5 separate regions of the Mus musculus genome follow, and all the other regions are linked to region 1. The links are chromatin contacts, called in public promoter capture Hi-C maps. All regions are on one chromosome and are shown on one strand. Each heading gives the region's core, a stretch centred on a gene start, on an enhancer-like site or on the middle of the called end of the contact. The rest is flanking DNA. Distances are from core to core; before and after follow the strand shown.

Evidence for each region. Promoter capture Hi-C pulls out the DNA fragments that hold promoters and counts their contacts.
Region 2: a promoter capture Hi-C map of cranial neural crest shows a contact between it and region 1. The contact joins the promoter of Zbtb45 here to the promoter of Zfp583 in region 1. A contact is called at or near these places in 4 of 39 promoter capture datasets (cranial neural crest, frontonasal cranial neural crest, pre-B cells and 1 more).
Region 3: a contact with region 1 is called in a promoter capture Hi-C map of pre-B cells. The contact joins the promoter of Zfp446 here to the promoter of Zfp583 in region 1. A contact is called at or near these places in 5 of 39 promoter capture datasets (the HPC-7 cell line, cranial neural crest, maxillary cranial neural crest and 2 more).
Region 4: a contact with region 1 is called in a promoter capture Hi-C map of second pharyngeal arch cranial neural crest. The contact joins the promoter of Rps5 here to the promoter of Zfp583 in region 1. A contact is called at or near these places in 5 of 39 promoter capture datasets (cranial neural crest, frontonasal cranial neural crest, maxillary cranial neural crest and 2 more).
Region 5: a contact with region 1 is called in a promoter capture Hi-C map of second pharyngeal arch cranial neural crest. The contact joins the promoter of Zfp110 here to the promoter of Zfp583 in region 1. A contact is called at or near these places in 3 of 39 promoter capture datasets (cranial neural crest, pre-B cells and second pharyngeal arch cranial neural crest).

Annotation. Positions count from the first base shown.
Region 1 is chr7:6,328,958-6,331,995 of GRCm38.p6, forward strand. Zfp583 (zinc finger protein 583) reads right to left here and starts at 1,477. Exons shown (of 5, transcript NM_001033249.3): 1 at 1,113-1,477; 2 at 298-359. The coding sequence starts at 306.
Region 2 is chr7:13,008,231-13,011,268 of GRCm38.p6, forward strand. Zbtb45 (zinc finger and BTB domain containing 45) reads right to left here and starts at 1,622. Exons shown (of 3, transcript NM_001360833.1): 1 at 1,406-1,622; 2 at 1-99. The coding sequence starts at 99.
Region 3 is chr7:12,976,390-12,979,427 of GRCm38.p6, forward strand. It overlaps Zfp446 (zinc finger protein 446), which reads left to right and starts at 1,459. Exons shown (of 6, transcript NM_175558.4): 1 at 1,459-1,723; 2 at 2,609-2,989. The coding sequence starts at 1,463.
Region 4 is chr7:12,920,900-12,923,937 of GRCm38.p6, forward strand. Rps5 (ribosomal protein S5) reads left to right here and starts at 1,412. Exons shown (of 6, transcript NM_009095.2): 1 at 1,412-1,489; 2 at 2,074-2,182. The coding sequence starts at 2,075.
Region 5 is chr7:12,833,122-12,836,159 of GRCm38.p6, forward strand. It overlaps Zfp110 (zinc finger protein 110), which reads left to right and starts at 1,640. Exons shown (of 8, transcript NM_022981.5): 1 at 1,640-2,043; 2 at 2,326-2,406. The coding sequence starts at 2,362.

The sequences.
Region 1 (3,038 bases), core at 227-2,726:
CTAATACCCACAATATGAGCTTACATAATCCCACCAAAAAAAATGTATTTTTGCCTCTTAGAGTGAGTTCCTAAGAGCACTGAACCCACAGGCGAGGCTGAACTGCGTCCTTGCTGGCCGGGGGAAAGGGTGCTCTTAGCTTAGTCTTGGGGGACTAGCTCTTGTGTTGCAGTGGAGAACAAGAGCAAGTCACTGGAGAGAGGAGATTTTGTCAGGCAGCTGAATTTCTGAAATCAAAGTGGTTTAGCCTGACTGATAAATAAGGTGGCATTCCAGGGAAAAAGAAACGCTTCTTACCTTGGACATGGCGTTAAAGCTTCAAGAATGTATGGCTGTGTTTCTGGGAGCAGGGAGGTGTCCTAAGAAAGTAAAGTGGACAGAAACAGGAAACTGTAAGTTCCAGGTGTATCCTGCAGCCCCAGCATCACACCTCTGTCCTTCTCCTCCCTCCACAGACATGCATTTGAGGTATCCCTACATTTAACAATGCTTTTCCTATGTACTGTATAGTTCTGGGACTCAACATATATTTTATGTCTAAGTTATCTCTTTCACTTATGTCTGAGCAATTTAAGACTGGCATTATTAGATTAGAATCTTCCACCTTTCACACATGAAGGTTTACATCATTGAAGATACACAAGGCAATAGTTGAGAAAATAACTGTGCCAAACTGGAAACTAGACTGGAATTTATAGTGTATAGATGACGTTAAAAGGAAGTATATCTCCACCCTTTCCATAAGGATGAGATGTAGGCCATCAAGTGAAGCTACTTTGCACAGAGTGGGTAGCAAAGGGACCATGTGATCTAGAAGACAGTGGACCAGGATCAGGATACCCTACAAATGCCCCCCCCCGCCCTTCCCCCCCTATGATATCTCATACTGTCACATATTTTCCAGCACTGTCTGTCTCAAACAGTTACACTGTTTAGATGCAATGAAATAGCCCTATACACTGTTATTCGGGCCCATACATTGTCACAGGCTCCATCCCAGCTGGTAGCAAAAGTCTTGCTGTAATAATATCACATAGTCCCAAATGCAGCCTCAAAGCCCCTCATGGCGTCTTTATCCCCACATTCCACATTGTCACAGACCCCCCTTGTACCTGGTGGCATAGTCTTGTGTATTCACACACATCCTTATGGGATCTCACAGTCTCATACACCATCATAGGCCCTTCAACACTGTGACATGGTCTCATAGTGCTACACCTATTGTCCCAGCCTCTCACTCTATGTCATAGCCAGCATTCAGTCTCACAAACTGTCACAGGCCCTGACAGTACTCTTGGCACAGTCTCAAGCCTCAGGCCTTCACAATAAAGTGGCTTGGTCTCAACCCTGTCAGATAGGTTTCCAAACACATTCTCCCACATGCTGTCATATACAGTCAACACGCTGTCACAACCCCTCAGTTTCAAGCAGTATTCAGTCTCACAGCCACAGGCATCTCGTACACAAGGTGTGGTCTGACACTGCCACTCAGATCCCCACTCCAAAGTGCTCACATATAATACACCCTCCACTGTGCAGTCACCCACACTGTCACAGCCTTTCAGTCTTACACAGTGTATGCAGTACCAGACCCCCTCACACGGTGTGGGGTCTCACTGTCATATGAGTCTTCAGACACATTCTCCCACATGATCCCTTATATTGTCACAATCTGTCACACACAATGTCACAGCCTCGGTCTCACACAGTATTTAGTCTCACAGTCAGAAGTCCTTAATACACAGTGATCCAGTCTAACACTGTCACTCAGCTGATCCCTCCCCGGTACAATCACATACACTGTCACAGTCTTTTAGTCTCACAGAGTATTCAGTCACAGGCCCCCCTCATGCAAGTGGGTGGTCTCATACTGTCACACACATGATAACCACCTCAGTCTCACACAGTGTACAGGCTCAGCCACAGTCACTCACTCATGTTCCCACACACATCCCCTAGCGCTATCACACACTGGCACAAGCCTCTCTCTCTGTTTCATGTATCTCCATACTCACAGTCACAGGCTCCCCCCATTATGGGGTGCTGTCTTATAATGTCACATACATTGTCACCGCCTCAGTCTCACATAGTTGCAACCTTACAATCATAATAGGCCCCTCATATACGGTGGCGTGGTCTCGCACGGTCACTCTGCACCCACTACACTTTCTCCCACGCGGTACCTTGATCCTCACCGAGCGTCTCCTCAGTCCTCGTCACCTCTCACTCGGCGCCGAGGCAGATCTGGCCGGGGCCGGGGCTCGATCTCGCGGCGCCGGTAGAGCTCACAAAGGCGCGGCTGCGGAGCGACTCCGCGCAAGGGCCTCTGGGAGGTGGAGTACTGCGCTTGACTGGAGCGGCGTAAGGCATGCTGGGAACGCCTTTTAGGGCGCGGCTTTCGGGGGTCCTAGAATCTCCGCTGAATTCTGTCTCTTCCCTTCCGGTCGTCAGAACCAGAACTCACTCAGGCTGCGCAGGAGCTGCTTGCTCTCCTCGGTCTCTTAGACGAGGAGTCGGGGGTGGGGGTAGTTGTGGTGGTGGTGGTGGTGGTGGGGGGGCTGTGCTCGAGCACGCATGCGCAGTGCTAGCTGGCCGGTGCCCTGTCCAGAGCAGCGGATGAAAATTGGTCATCTCCTGGTTCAGGGCCCACGTTGCTGGGTTTCTTTCTCCCTTGTTTGTTTACCTTCTCTCTGCCTTACCTTTTCACGCATCATTCATTACTCGCCTTCTGTATGTCAGACTCTGAAATGGACACAACAATGAACCCCGCCTGACCAAAATCTTCATCTTTATGGAACCAACATAGACTGGGGAGGAAGTGCGCTAGGGCTGTAACCCAATGATAGAGCTCCTGCCTAGCTAGAATGCTTGAAGCCCTAGGTTAAGTCAGCCATTGGGGGGGGGGGGCTGCTAGAAAAAAAAAAGAAGTTGGGGGGCTATTTTGGATAATATTCTTTTTTTTTAATTAAATTTATTCTCTTTACAACCCAATATCAGCCCTTTCTCTCCTCTCAGTACTCCTTTCACGCAAGTCCGTT
Region 2 (3,038 bases), core at 372-2,871, 6.7 Mb after region 1:
ACAGAAGTGACCGCCTAGCCTCTGCCCATTGAGGGTCTCCAGTAGTGAGCGCGAAAAGTTCTGTAGGTGGATGTGGTGCACTGCCTCTGTGGCTGCCATCTGCAAGAGGAGGAGACAATGCGGATGGCTGTTTTCTTTTCTAGTCTACCCTAGTCAGATTTCCATATCCTAGTACCACGAAGGCCCCAAGCAGATCTATGACTACCTCAAGAACCAGGTCCCATTAACTACTGTTATGTGGAGGTTTTCAGAAGGGTGGGGAGGCAACTTGCCTCCTGGCCGAATCATTTAGGAACACCCCTTGAGGCTGAGGATTTGTGCCTGCCATACCCAAGGGAAGCAAATAAACAGTACATATAACAAGGCCTTTGCAACCTTGTTTCTTCTTTGCATCACCTGAGAGGTGCTAACTTTGGGCTTTGAAAATGCACCAGTGATGTGAAAGGCCAGCAAGCTGAAATTCAGTGTTGTTTAGCAATCCCCATAGTTCTTATGAACCCGAGACTATCATCCTGGCACTAATCATACTGAGGGAAGACAGATTCTTCCATCACACACACACACACACACACACACACACACACACACGCACACGCACACACACACACACACACACACACACACACACGCCCTCCGCAAAGGAGCTGGGAATCAGAATTGTCAGTTAACCCATCAAGCAAATATCTCCAGGTCTCTGGGCCTGTTTCCTTATTCAGCAAACAAGGGTGTTTCCCTTGGATCAGATTGCATACACTGCTCTAAGGGAAGAGAATCAAGATTCAGGATTCGCCCTGACCACCAGCCTGTCTCTCTAGGACAGACCCAGAGCAGGGCCCCATTTAATCCTGCCCCTTACAAAAGGACTACTGAGATCTCAGACTCAACGATTCTAGATCCTTAACACAAAAACACCCTTCCCTTTCTCTCGGAGTATTGCACACATTGTGTCAGTTACCACTGGCCTGGCCTACTGGAAGTCGCCATGCAGGGTCCCTTCCACACTCCCACCTCCAGGCCTTTCCCTCACGTGGCCGCCAGAGGGAGCCTGCGAACCGGGTTTATCTGGGACCTCTATGATGATGAATTAATTCTTCAAACCCACCAAGGCTTTGAACCTGTCTCTGCCAAGCGGCCTCCTTTTTCAAATAATATGCCAACCCATAACTCTTCCTCAACCCCATCCATACCCTACTTCTCGAACGCCCGGACTCCTCAGATGCAGCAGAACCTTCCTGAATGCCTCAGAACAAAGGCACACTCTCCCACATCTCCTACAGCATTCTCGCTACAACTCCCTCACCCATGCCATGCACCTTGTTCCATCAGCCTGTCTCACTCCCACCCTATCTATGCCAGAGTCCCCTTCAGGCCCGCTACATCTACCCCCAGTTTCCCGCCTCCGCACCCTGCCCCGATCCTGCAGCGCCCTCTTGTGTTCGCAACGTGCACACCGATCCTCACGCAGGCGTGCCGCTCCTGGCACGCCCCAGCCTTCTCTGGGACTCTGAGGCAGGGGGATGCCCGCTCGACCCCACCTCCGACTCCTCAGGCAGCAGGTCCTGCAGGTCCTCCTGCTTGTCAACTTGAAGGCCGCACTTCCGGGCGCTGAAGCGGAACAGATAGCCTCGGCACAGGCGGAACGATAGTCGGGAGCACGTTTCCGGTGTTCCTCTTTAGACTAGGCAGTCGTTGAGCAGAACTTCCGGTCTGGTCCGCGCCACAACCAAAATCGCAGAAGCTGGGGACCGAAGAGCTGGGGATCAGTAGGCAGAAGGAGCAGGAGTCCGTCGTCTCCAGGCTGATCCGAGCGAGCTGTCAATCACTCCTCGGGCCACGCCCTCAGTACTCTCAGCGGGTCTGGAGAGGGCGCTGGATGGAATCCAGAGGCTTTTTTTTTTTCTCCCAGGTGGCTTTTCTCTTACACGGGAAAAGTTTCTCTCTCTCTCTCTCTCTCTCTCTCTCTCGATTTATTTATTTTCTATTTATTTTATGCGAGTACATTATTAACTCTCTTCAGACACACCAGAAGAGGGCATCAGCTCCCATTACCGATGGCAGTGAACCGCTGAGCCATCTCTTCAGCCCCGAGAAGTTTCTCTTGAGTCACTTCTGCTCGCACCCCAGATGAAGAAGCTTTGCAGAGCTTCCCTGCAGTCATCTAAAGAACACAGGCCCACCTTCCCAAGGAAGCCTCCTCATTCGGTGCTCCCACCTCACCCCACCCAGACTCTCGGGAATTCGCTGCTCTATAAATGAATGGTTGAAGAACCCCAGCTTGGCCACAGATCAGAATAGAATGTAGGACACGAAGTGGGCTCGGAAGTAGTCAGATACCAAGGAGCAGGGACTAAGTGCGTAGAGGGAGAGAACAGCCAGAGAGTTGTCCAAGCGGGGCTCCTACGTGGTCCTTTTGTTGTCCAAGACACCCATGAACCAAACCTCTCAAGTGGTGGGTTGGCCTTCCCTTCCCCTCTGTTCTTGGGGCAATCAATCAACCACTATGTAAGGCAAAAGAGAGGCATAGAGCTCTGGGCCTCCGTGTGAATGGTACTGAGGAATCTAGTGGGTGGTGCCGCATGAGGAAGATGTCAGGATGTTTTGTTCCCCATCCTGGACCCATGCTGGGTAGCTGTGTTGTATGTGTGTTTGAAAGTCTGGGGAAGCCAGGCGGTGGTGGCGTATGCCTATAATCCCAGCACTTGGGAGGCAAAGGCAGGAGGATCTCTGAGTTCGAGGCCAGCCTGGTCTACAAAGTGAGAGTTCCAGGATAGCCAAGACTATACAGAGAAACCCTGTCTCGAAAAACCAAAAAAAAAAAAAAAAAACAAAAAAAAAAACCTCAGAGGTTGAGGCAGGAGCGTCAGAAGTTCAAGGTCACCCCCCAGATATCAGAGTTGAGCCCAATCTGGGTTACATAGGATGCTATAGGAGGGGGGGGACCCTCAAAATTTAACAGCTAGGAATGCTTGTAATCCTATTACTTGAGAGGGAGAAGCTGGACGAATGGGAGTTTAAGACAGCCTCAACCATAAGAACCT
Region 3 (3,038 bases), core at 209-2,708, 6.6 Mb after region 1:
ACAGTTAGGCAAGAACGACTGGTGACCAAAATGTCTCCCCAATCCAAGAGGAAACTTGAACACCCCAGTACCATAGACCTAGCTATCTGTTATAAATTTTATTTTGTTACCCTAAGAGCTAGGTCAGTAGGTCACCACAGGCCCTCTACTTTAAGACAGCTGAGAGGCTAACCTGGGGGAACTTAGATCCTGCCTCAAAAGATAAAATGTTTCATGGTTACATTGGCCAACCTAATATAACCATTATAATTAAGGACTGAGTTGGGGCTAGCTCAATGATAGTTTACCTATTAAATATGTGGTCTTAGATTTAATGGCCTGAACAAGGGAGAAATAAAGATGGTAATGGTCATGTCAAGCCCAGGGGTAAGATGTATACCATCACAAGACTCAACCAGGTCTATCCTGTGGCACATAGAAGGCTTAGAAACCAGCCTAGCAGGGAGGTGAGCACTAGAACAAAGGTGTTTCCAAGAGAGCTTTCTGGGAACCCCCTTAGGCCCCCTTAGCGCTTCTCCTCAATAGGTAGGTGGTGAGAGTTGTGTCCAGAGAATCTGTAAAAGACAAATTCTACCGACAGAACTGCTCAGGAGTTTTGGATGTAGAGAACCGCTGCTCTCTACAGTAGCTGCCAAGGAGAAGGTTCCTGGGTAGCAGAAGAAACCCAAGTAGGCAGATCGAGTTCAGGATTGAATGGTTTATATCACAGTCCAGCCACTTGATATGTGGAAATAAAACTAAGCCCATCTGCAATTAAGCTAAAAAGCCTCTAACTGTCGGATATGGGGGCCCATGCCTTTAATCTCAGCGAATGGGAGAAAGACTGGCAGAACTATTGAGTGAGCTCCAGGCTAGCTAGTAGGGTCTACAGAGTGAGTTCCAGGACAGCCAAGGACTTTTATTCTTTAAAGGCCCCATTCCCCCACAAACAAACAAAATGCCATCAACTGCCCATTGGGAGAAAAAAAATAAATATAAGTCATCTTGTCTAACTACATCCTCCTAAGTAAGGGTTGAGTATACCTCGTAATTTTAATCAGAAACCTCCGTCCTTATTTTCAGTAATGTTATCTGAAGACTATTAGTGAGGGTTGGTAATTACATGGTTACCTCCTCTGAGCACTTGTTCACCTGTAGGCCTACTGTCTCCACAATATCCAGGGAGCTTAACGGAGATCCGATGGAGGCCATACTGAGTTTTTCTCGCCCACCACCGCCTTTCACCTGGATTCCCAACGGGATTGTCTAGAACAGTCTGGACTCAAGAGGCCAAGGAGCCTCCACCTAGGCCTTCTCCGAGGCAGGGGGACCCTTACAGCTTAACTCAGAGAACAGCAAGAGGCCCTAAGTTGTGCGCTAGCTGTTACCTAGGAGACACAAGGAGCGAGAGTCCTTCCGGGAGCGCTAGCTCTGATTGGTCAGGATGCCTCTCTGGCCAATAGAAACCAGGTCCGTTGCGCACATGCGTAAGGAGGCTAACCCACAGTCGGCTCCGTCCTACGTGAGTCCTACGGCTGCGGTTGCAAGAGAAGAACGGCTGCCAAGTCAGGAGTGGGAACCCCCCCCGGAACTCTGCAGCAACGCGACCCCAAGGAGAGGAGCGAAGAGTCTCGCGCGTGAGAGGCCTTGGAAGCGTGCTGTCGTTCTTGCTGAGGCTCACGGGAGACGTAGTCCGAGCGAAGGGGGCCGATCCGGCGGAGCAGATGCAGGATTGGCCGGGCTGGTAGGGCAACGCGCGAGGCGGGGCGTTCTCTGAGTGGCAGTGGGACGTGCTCGGTGTCACTTCCTGGAAGTGCCCCAACCTCCTGGGGCTCTCCCACGCGTCAGAGGTGAGCTCACTCCTAGCTGGGCGGGCGCAGCTTCATAATCCGGCTCCTCGGATCACCGAGAGCACCTCCCAGCCGTCGGACCCACCCCTTTCCTGTGTCAGAGCCTGACACCCCAACTCTTGAGTTTCTCCAGAGCAGGACGGATGTCCCAAGAGAGCCGATTTAAAACCAGAATCTTAAGAGCTGGGACACAGGTTCCAGTTTACAACTCCACACAAAACGGGGCTGTTTGATTTTGGCTTTTGTTTCAGGGTTTCACATGCGTAGTAAGCTGAGGCAGTATGAGGCATCCACAATTCAGCTGCGATCAGCGAGCTGTGCCTCCCAACCCATAATAAGCTCCTGAGAATGCACCCAGGCTTTCAGCTCTGCCCCAGGTCTTGTACCTGTGTCTCAGAGCCAACTCTTCAGCTAGCACAGTGGTCTGCCTCCTGTCTGAAGCCTCAGGGCTCCAGGTCACCCAGGATGATGGTCCCACCCCCCTTCCCTCCGTGTCCTGCTTGACCCTTTGTCTACTGGATGAGCCACTTTCATCTCCCAGGAGCCCTGTGTTGTACCCAAATGTTTGAGCCCGTCATTTGCAGTTTTCTAGAAGGTCCCTGGACATTCCACCCAGTCATTTATCTTCAAAACAAAATACAGCTGCTCAACTGCTGTGGGGCTGCACCTCCCATGACCTTCTTTGAAGTTCTCCTGGCCTCAGGGTTCTCTTTTCCGGCTTCTAGGAGGGGTCTGGTGTGTGTCTTCTGACCTTAGATGACATTCTTCCTTTTCTGTAGGTCCCTCTGTCACCTCCAAAAAGACCCTTCAAAACAAGAATGCCATCTCCTCGGGGTACCCCACACCTATCCCTCAGAGACTCCAGGACCACCCTTGAGGAGCCTGAGGCTGCACGACTCCGTTTCCGGGGTTTCTGCTATGAGGAGGTTGAGGGACCCCGAGAGGCACTGGCCCAGCTTCGAGAGTTGTGTCACCAGTGGCTACAGCCTGAGTCATCCTCCAAAGAACACATAATAGAGTTGCTGATTTTGGAACAGTTCCTGGGTGTGTTGCCCCCTGAGATCCAGGCCTGGGTTCGAGGGCAGCGACCAGGAAGCCCCGAGGAGGCCGCAGTTCTTGTTGAGGGGCTGCAGCATGATCCTGGGCAGCTGCTGGGCTGGGTGAGTGAAATGACATTAGCTTCTTAGAAGGACAGATCGAAGGGAGAGC
Region 4 (3,038 bases), core at 162-2,661, 6.6 Mb after region 1:
GAACTGAGATATAGAGAAGAAAACGGGGTGAGAATCTCTCTTCTCTCTCTCTCCCTCCCTCTTTCCTCTTCTCTCCTCTCCCCTCCCTTCTCTCCTTATGTTTGTTGACACCTTTCCTCTCTTCTCTTCTCTCTCTCTCCCTCCCTCCCTCTTTCCTCTTCTCTCCTCTCCCTTCCCTTCTCTCCTTATGTTTGTTGACACCTTTCCTCTCTTCTCTCTTCTCTTCTCTCTCCCTCCCTCCCTCCCTCTTTCCTCTTCTCTCCTCTCCCTTCCCTTCTCTCCTTATGTTTGTTGACACCTTTCCTCTCTTCTCTCTTCTCTTCTCTCTCCCTCCCTCCCTCCCTCTTTCCTCTTCTCTCCTCTCCCCTCCCTTCTCTCCTTATGTTTGTTGACACCTTTCCTCTCTTCTCTCTCTTCTCTTCTCTCTCCCTCCCTCCCTCTTTCCTCTTCTCTCCCTCCTCTCCTTATGTTTGCTGACACCTTTCCTCTCTTCTCTCTCTTCTCTTCTCTCTCCCTCCCTCCCTCCCTCCCTCCCTCTTTCCTCTTCTCTCCTCTCCCCTCCCTCCTCTCCTTATGTTTCATCCCAGCAGTTGGGAGGAGCAGAGGCAGATGAATCAGCCTGGTCTAAAGAGCGAGTTCCTGGACAGCCGGTGCTACAAGGAGAAACCCTGTCTCCAAAACAAACAAACAAACAAACCCACCCCTGGGGGTGAACCTGCTGGCAAGGTCTCTCCCTTATTAGTACCAAATCACTGGGATCTCAGATAAGTAAGTCACCTAGGAGATCCCCGGGCTGCCAACCCCTCCAGGACTCCCCTCTATGTATCCCTCCCCGGGGAGGTTCACGAATGGCGGTCGGAATCTACTGTCCGCGATTGAACCTGAGGAAAAAAAGCCCAGACAAGCGTGGCCAGAGTGATTAAAAAGGAAGTGATCCCATACCGGAAGCCTGGGACCCGCCGAGCATGGCTTGCGGGAGGGGAGAGGGTGGGGCCCGTGCTTGTGAACCCGGATCGGTGGTAACCACAGGACCCGACTCCATTATTTTGGTGAGAAAATGTGAGCCGAGCTGGTTGCCCTAGCTAAGAATCCACCGTCCATGGTTCCTGGGTTTTGCAGCCTAATTACGGAGAGCGTGGACTGGACGTCAGCACTACTTAGATATGGCGGCGTCGGTCTCACCAAAGTTTCTGCGCATGTGCGCCGACTCAGAAGCCTAGCTAGTACTTCAGAGGTCCGCCAGAAGACGGGCGTGGCGCTGTTTCTAAAAGTGCGCATGCTTTACCCGGCTCAAAGGGCGCCTCTCATCCTAGCGCTTGATTGGTTGGTGAGCACGCTGTTTTCATCTGCGCGTGCGTCTCTACCTCTGACCCGGAAGTTTTCGCTTTGCATAAAAGCGCTAGTCCGCTGCGCGCGGCCTCTTCCTGTCTGTATCAGGGCGGCGCGTGGTCCACGCCGAGCGACTGAGAAGCCCAGTCTGCGCCCTCAGGTGAGGCTGCGGAGGGACACGGAGTTCAGAAGAGGTGACCATGAGTGTTCTAAGGCACATCTGGGGGGCCGGAGGCCGAACCTGAAGCCTGGGCGTGACCGCTTGGATCTCACCGTTTCTCTGCGAAAAAGGGTGCCTAGGGAAACTCGGCACGGGCCGAGTTAGTCTTCGCCTCTTGTTTGCACTGTTTTGACTTCATACTTTGCACACACGGGACTCCAGGGAAATCACTTGGGTCATATACCATAAACATAAATCTAGGTTTGCTTAGTTTTGTGATGACTCTTTTGCTCAGTACACGTTCTAAGTGCACAACGGAAATCTGATGGGAGCTGATGAGTATACGGCTTCATGAACCATCATACTGTGGTCCATGTACCAGCTGATTAGCGGGGTGACTGCCGAGTTACTTTAGAATCCTGAGTGGTTTTCCTGGGTTTGGAGAGCTGTTCAAAGCTTTCTGGGTCTCCCCTTCATGTCCCAGTTTGCCACAAAGTGAGAGTTCGTCTGAAGAGTTTGGGGTCAGAGTGACTGCTCCAGCATGTCTAGGCAGTAACGGTTTCTTGCCATTCTCCTGTCCCCAGGATGACTGAGTGGGAAGCAGCCACACCAGCGGTGGCAGAGACCCCTGACATCAAGCTCTTTGGGAAATGGAGCACTGATGACGTGCAGATCAACGATATTTCTCTGCAGGTAAAAGGAACTTAATGATTGTTCTTTGTGATGATTTTTTTAATTGAGACCAGGTGTGGATGAGCTTCTAGTTCAGAAAAGGGCATAAAACAACCAGTGGATGTACAAGACAGGTAGAAGAGCAATAACTGGACAGCTACACCCACGCCTAATACAAACTGGCACTAAAAGATGTTAGAGTGTGGTTTTTATCCCGTATTTTTCTAATCGTGTGTCTCTTGAGACAGAGTCAGGGTCTTGCTGTGTAGCCCTTGCTGGCTGCCTGGAGCTCTTTGAGATCTTGCCTCTGTCTCCCATGTGCCACTACACCTGACTTGATGTCCCCTTTCGTTTGTATATTCAGTTAGTGGGTATCAATTGAAAAGATGGCTTTAGTCAACTGAACCATGTTGGCACCCTTGTCAAAAGCAGTTGGTAAGCTGCTATCAGCCTACAGCAAGAGGAATTTGAGTATGAGACCAGTTGGTGCTATGAATGTTCCCTGCTGCCCTCCCCTGAAAAATGTCAGTTGGCTATGGGTACTGTTATGGCTAAGTTAGTATGGGAGCTATTTGCTTTGCCCTCATAACCCATTTTGAGGTAATCTCATATAGCTGAGACTGGCCTGAAACCCTGTCTAGTGGAAAAAGCTAATATCTGCATTCTGTCCCGAGTGCTGGGATTGAAGGTATATATCACCATTCCAAGTTTATCCCACTACTTGACATTGAACCCAGGGCTTTTTACAAAGCAAGCACCCTACCAACTCAGCTATATCTTTCGGCCCAGTTGTCTATTTTGTTCAAAGGAATTAAAGTATGTCTACTGTCTGTAAAGATACCACAGAATGAGCTTGTAAGGTGGTTCAGCCTATAAA
Region 5 (3,038 bases), core at 390-2,889, 6.5 Mb after region 1:
TATAAGGAACACAGCAGAATTCTTTGTTGTTCTGAGCTGTCTAGAGAGTTACAAACATACCCAATTATGGTCAGAGGCAGACTTCAAGTTCCCCCTGATCTAATCTGCCATTAGGAACAAACCTAGTCACAGGTTAGCTAATAACTGGCATTACCAGAACCCACAGCCTCTCAATGTGTACCATACAAATCAGCCCCTGTGTGTAACCAACAAGCTCAGTCAGTCAGCAGGGTCTCAAGGGAGGGAGTGAAGATTGAAAAGAAAAAGACAATTAGACAACATTATAACAGGACTCAAGCCCCTGCTGAGCCTGAAGTGGGTTTATTTTTCTCTAGTCTGTTTTTTCTAGTCTATTCTAAGTACATGCAAAGAATAAGGTCAGTTCTAAGTCAAGGTACAAACAAGGCAATAAACAAAGTCCTGTGGTATTCAGGGACTTACAAAACGATCAAGATCTTGATCTTAGCCCCAAGTCAAATTCTTGCCTGAGCCTACTTCCGTGTCCTAGCCTAATGTCAAATTCCTGCCCAATTCCTAGAAGCAGTCCCAAGAGCTCTCCACATGTATGGATATTTACAGTTAGCATCCCTGGGACTGAGTGTAATTTTAGTTTTCCTCATACATCTCTGATCCTCCATGTCCCTTTGTAGCTGGTCTTTGCAACTTTGTGGGTTCTCCTCTTCCTCCCATCTTTATCCATGCCCCCTTTTTACCCCTTAACACTAGACTGGAAAGAAACAGGAATAGAGGGGAGAGAGGAATTAGGAAATCCCTGAATCTGATTTCTTTTCTTTTGCTTCTCCTTTGACCTCAGCTACTACGAAACCACAACCAACCTCCTCCCTATACAACCAACTGGTCCAGCCCAGCCCCTAGCCTATCGGGCCCTAACATTAATATACTCTCTGAAAAGTTCTCAGAATTCCAAATATAACACAATCACAAAAAACTATCTGCTACAGACAGAACCACGATTCTGCTAGAGCACAAAACAAATCACGGTCAGCTGCTACAGGCAGTCTGAAGCAGCCCCACATCCCTATACCTGGAATCAAACAAAATATTATTTTATAATATTTGTTTGTTCTTCCAAGAAACCAAAATTCCAGGATTCTCACTACATCCCTTCCTCTGCTGGGGAAAACTAGAGAGGACATTTAGTGTAGCCTACCATATTTTAAGTCCACCAGGTCTCCATACTTCCCACCTAAACGTTATAAGCCCACACCACCCTGCCCAGACCACACAACCCTGCCCACTCTACTAATCTGGACGCAAACGCCTGTCCTCTCATGGAAATTTGAGTACTTTTAATTCCGATGCCTAATGGCTTTCTGTTTCTACAGTTACTCCTTTCTTCCTCTCCCTTTAAGGGTACCGGTGAAACTTCAGTAAGATTGCATCCTTTTCTCCTTCCCCACAGTAAACTCCGTTAAATGACTTTGTCTTCTCTTGCCTCCGACCCACAGACAGCCCCAATCCGGATTCCCTCCCCCTCTACACTAGTAGAGCCGTAGGTTCCATCTGTCCCCTCGTCCCGCCTTCCTTGCTCTGCTACGCGGCGTGCCTCGCTCAGCCGACCTAACACCAGCACTTCCGGCCCACCCCCTTGCCCATGCCTAGCTTCCGTTTTGTCCAAGTTCTTTTGCTCCTGTTAGTGGGTTCGATTCTCTCCTAGCCTCGGTCTCTGTCCACAGAGGTACTGGTGCTCAGCGTCTTAGTATCCTTCTTCAAAAGCTGCATCCTAGTTCTTTAGCAGTCAATAACACACTTTTCGGACTTCGGCTTCGCCCGCCAACAGGACAAACGCCGCCTAACTGCTGCCGCTCGACGTCCGCGGGGGCGTCTGGGAGTTGTAGTCCGGACTCGTGAGCTGGCGCAGTTCGGGACAAGACCGACGGGCGAGCGCCATTGTGTCTTTCCGCAATCGTAGCGCTGCGTGAAAGCCCGTCGGGGGCAGCACCCATCTTCTGTTTTATTTGCAACCTCTGGAACCCAGTGTCGGCTTCGTTTGTGGCGCCACTTCTACGGACCCGGGAGAAGGTGTGTAGTCGTGGGTCCGAACAAATCCTAAGGAAGACATCGCGTTCTAAATAAGGACCACAGTTTAAGAAAACCAACCGCCTTTTGGATTAGATGACATCAGCTGTCCCCTCTCGGTTAGAGGGGAACCTGTCTTGTAGGCTTATGGGAGTCGGGAAGAGGATTCACTGGGCACTTTGCAATTTTGGGGTGGACTGGTCATGTCCTGCTGAGGGGTGGGATATGGGCAGAGGTGGGGGAGCCGCTGGGCACATTCCTTAGTGCCCCCCTCTTCCACTTTAGGTTTCGTCAGCATTCTGCCTACTCCTGGGAGAGAACATGGAGGACAGTATGGCTTCCACGCTTCCAACAACCTGGCCCCATGTGAGTAAAGGCTTCTTTTCAACTTTTGAGTCGGCTCAGGGGTCGGCTAGTGGTGAGACGTTTGTTCTCAAATATCATTGAGTTTCGGGAGGAGTTGGAGGACTGCCCAAGAGGGTGGTTACAATAGAAGAAACAAACAAACCGATTTCTGAACCAGGAACTGGCAAGCCAGATTGAGGCTTTTTAATTAAAAAACAATACTATTACATTTGGGGGGGGGGGGGCATGCACGTGTGTGCCACTGCCTGCTTGTAGAGGACAGAGAGTACCTTTCCGGATCGCTACCCTTCTTCCAACATATGAATCCTGAAGATCAATCAAACTCAGGCTTGGTAGCAGGCACCTTTACCCACTGAGCCATCTCACCAATCCTTTTCAACCTTTATTTTTTCTTTTTTTTTTTTTTTTTTTTTTTTTTTTTTTTAAGCTGAGGGTCTGGTGAAAGAAACTGACAAGTGTAAGAAGATAAGAAGCTCATGTTTAGTTTTCAGCAACTACTTTAAGGAAGTGACAATTCAAAAACAAGAAAAGAGGTATAGATGGGAACCAACAGTCCTATCCCCTGATTAGTGAGAAATGAACAGGTTTTCATAGACCACAGTCTCACGTGTCCCCTGATTAGTGTCAGACCG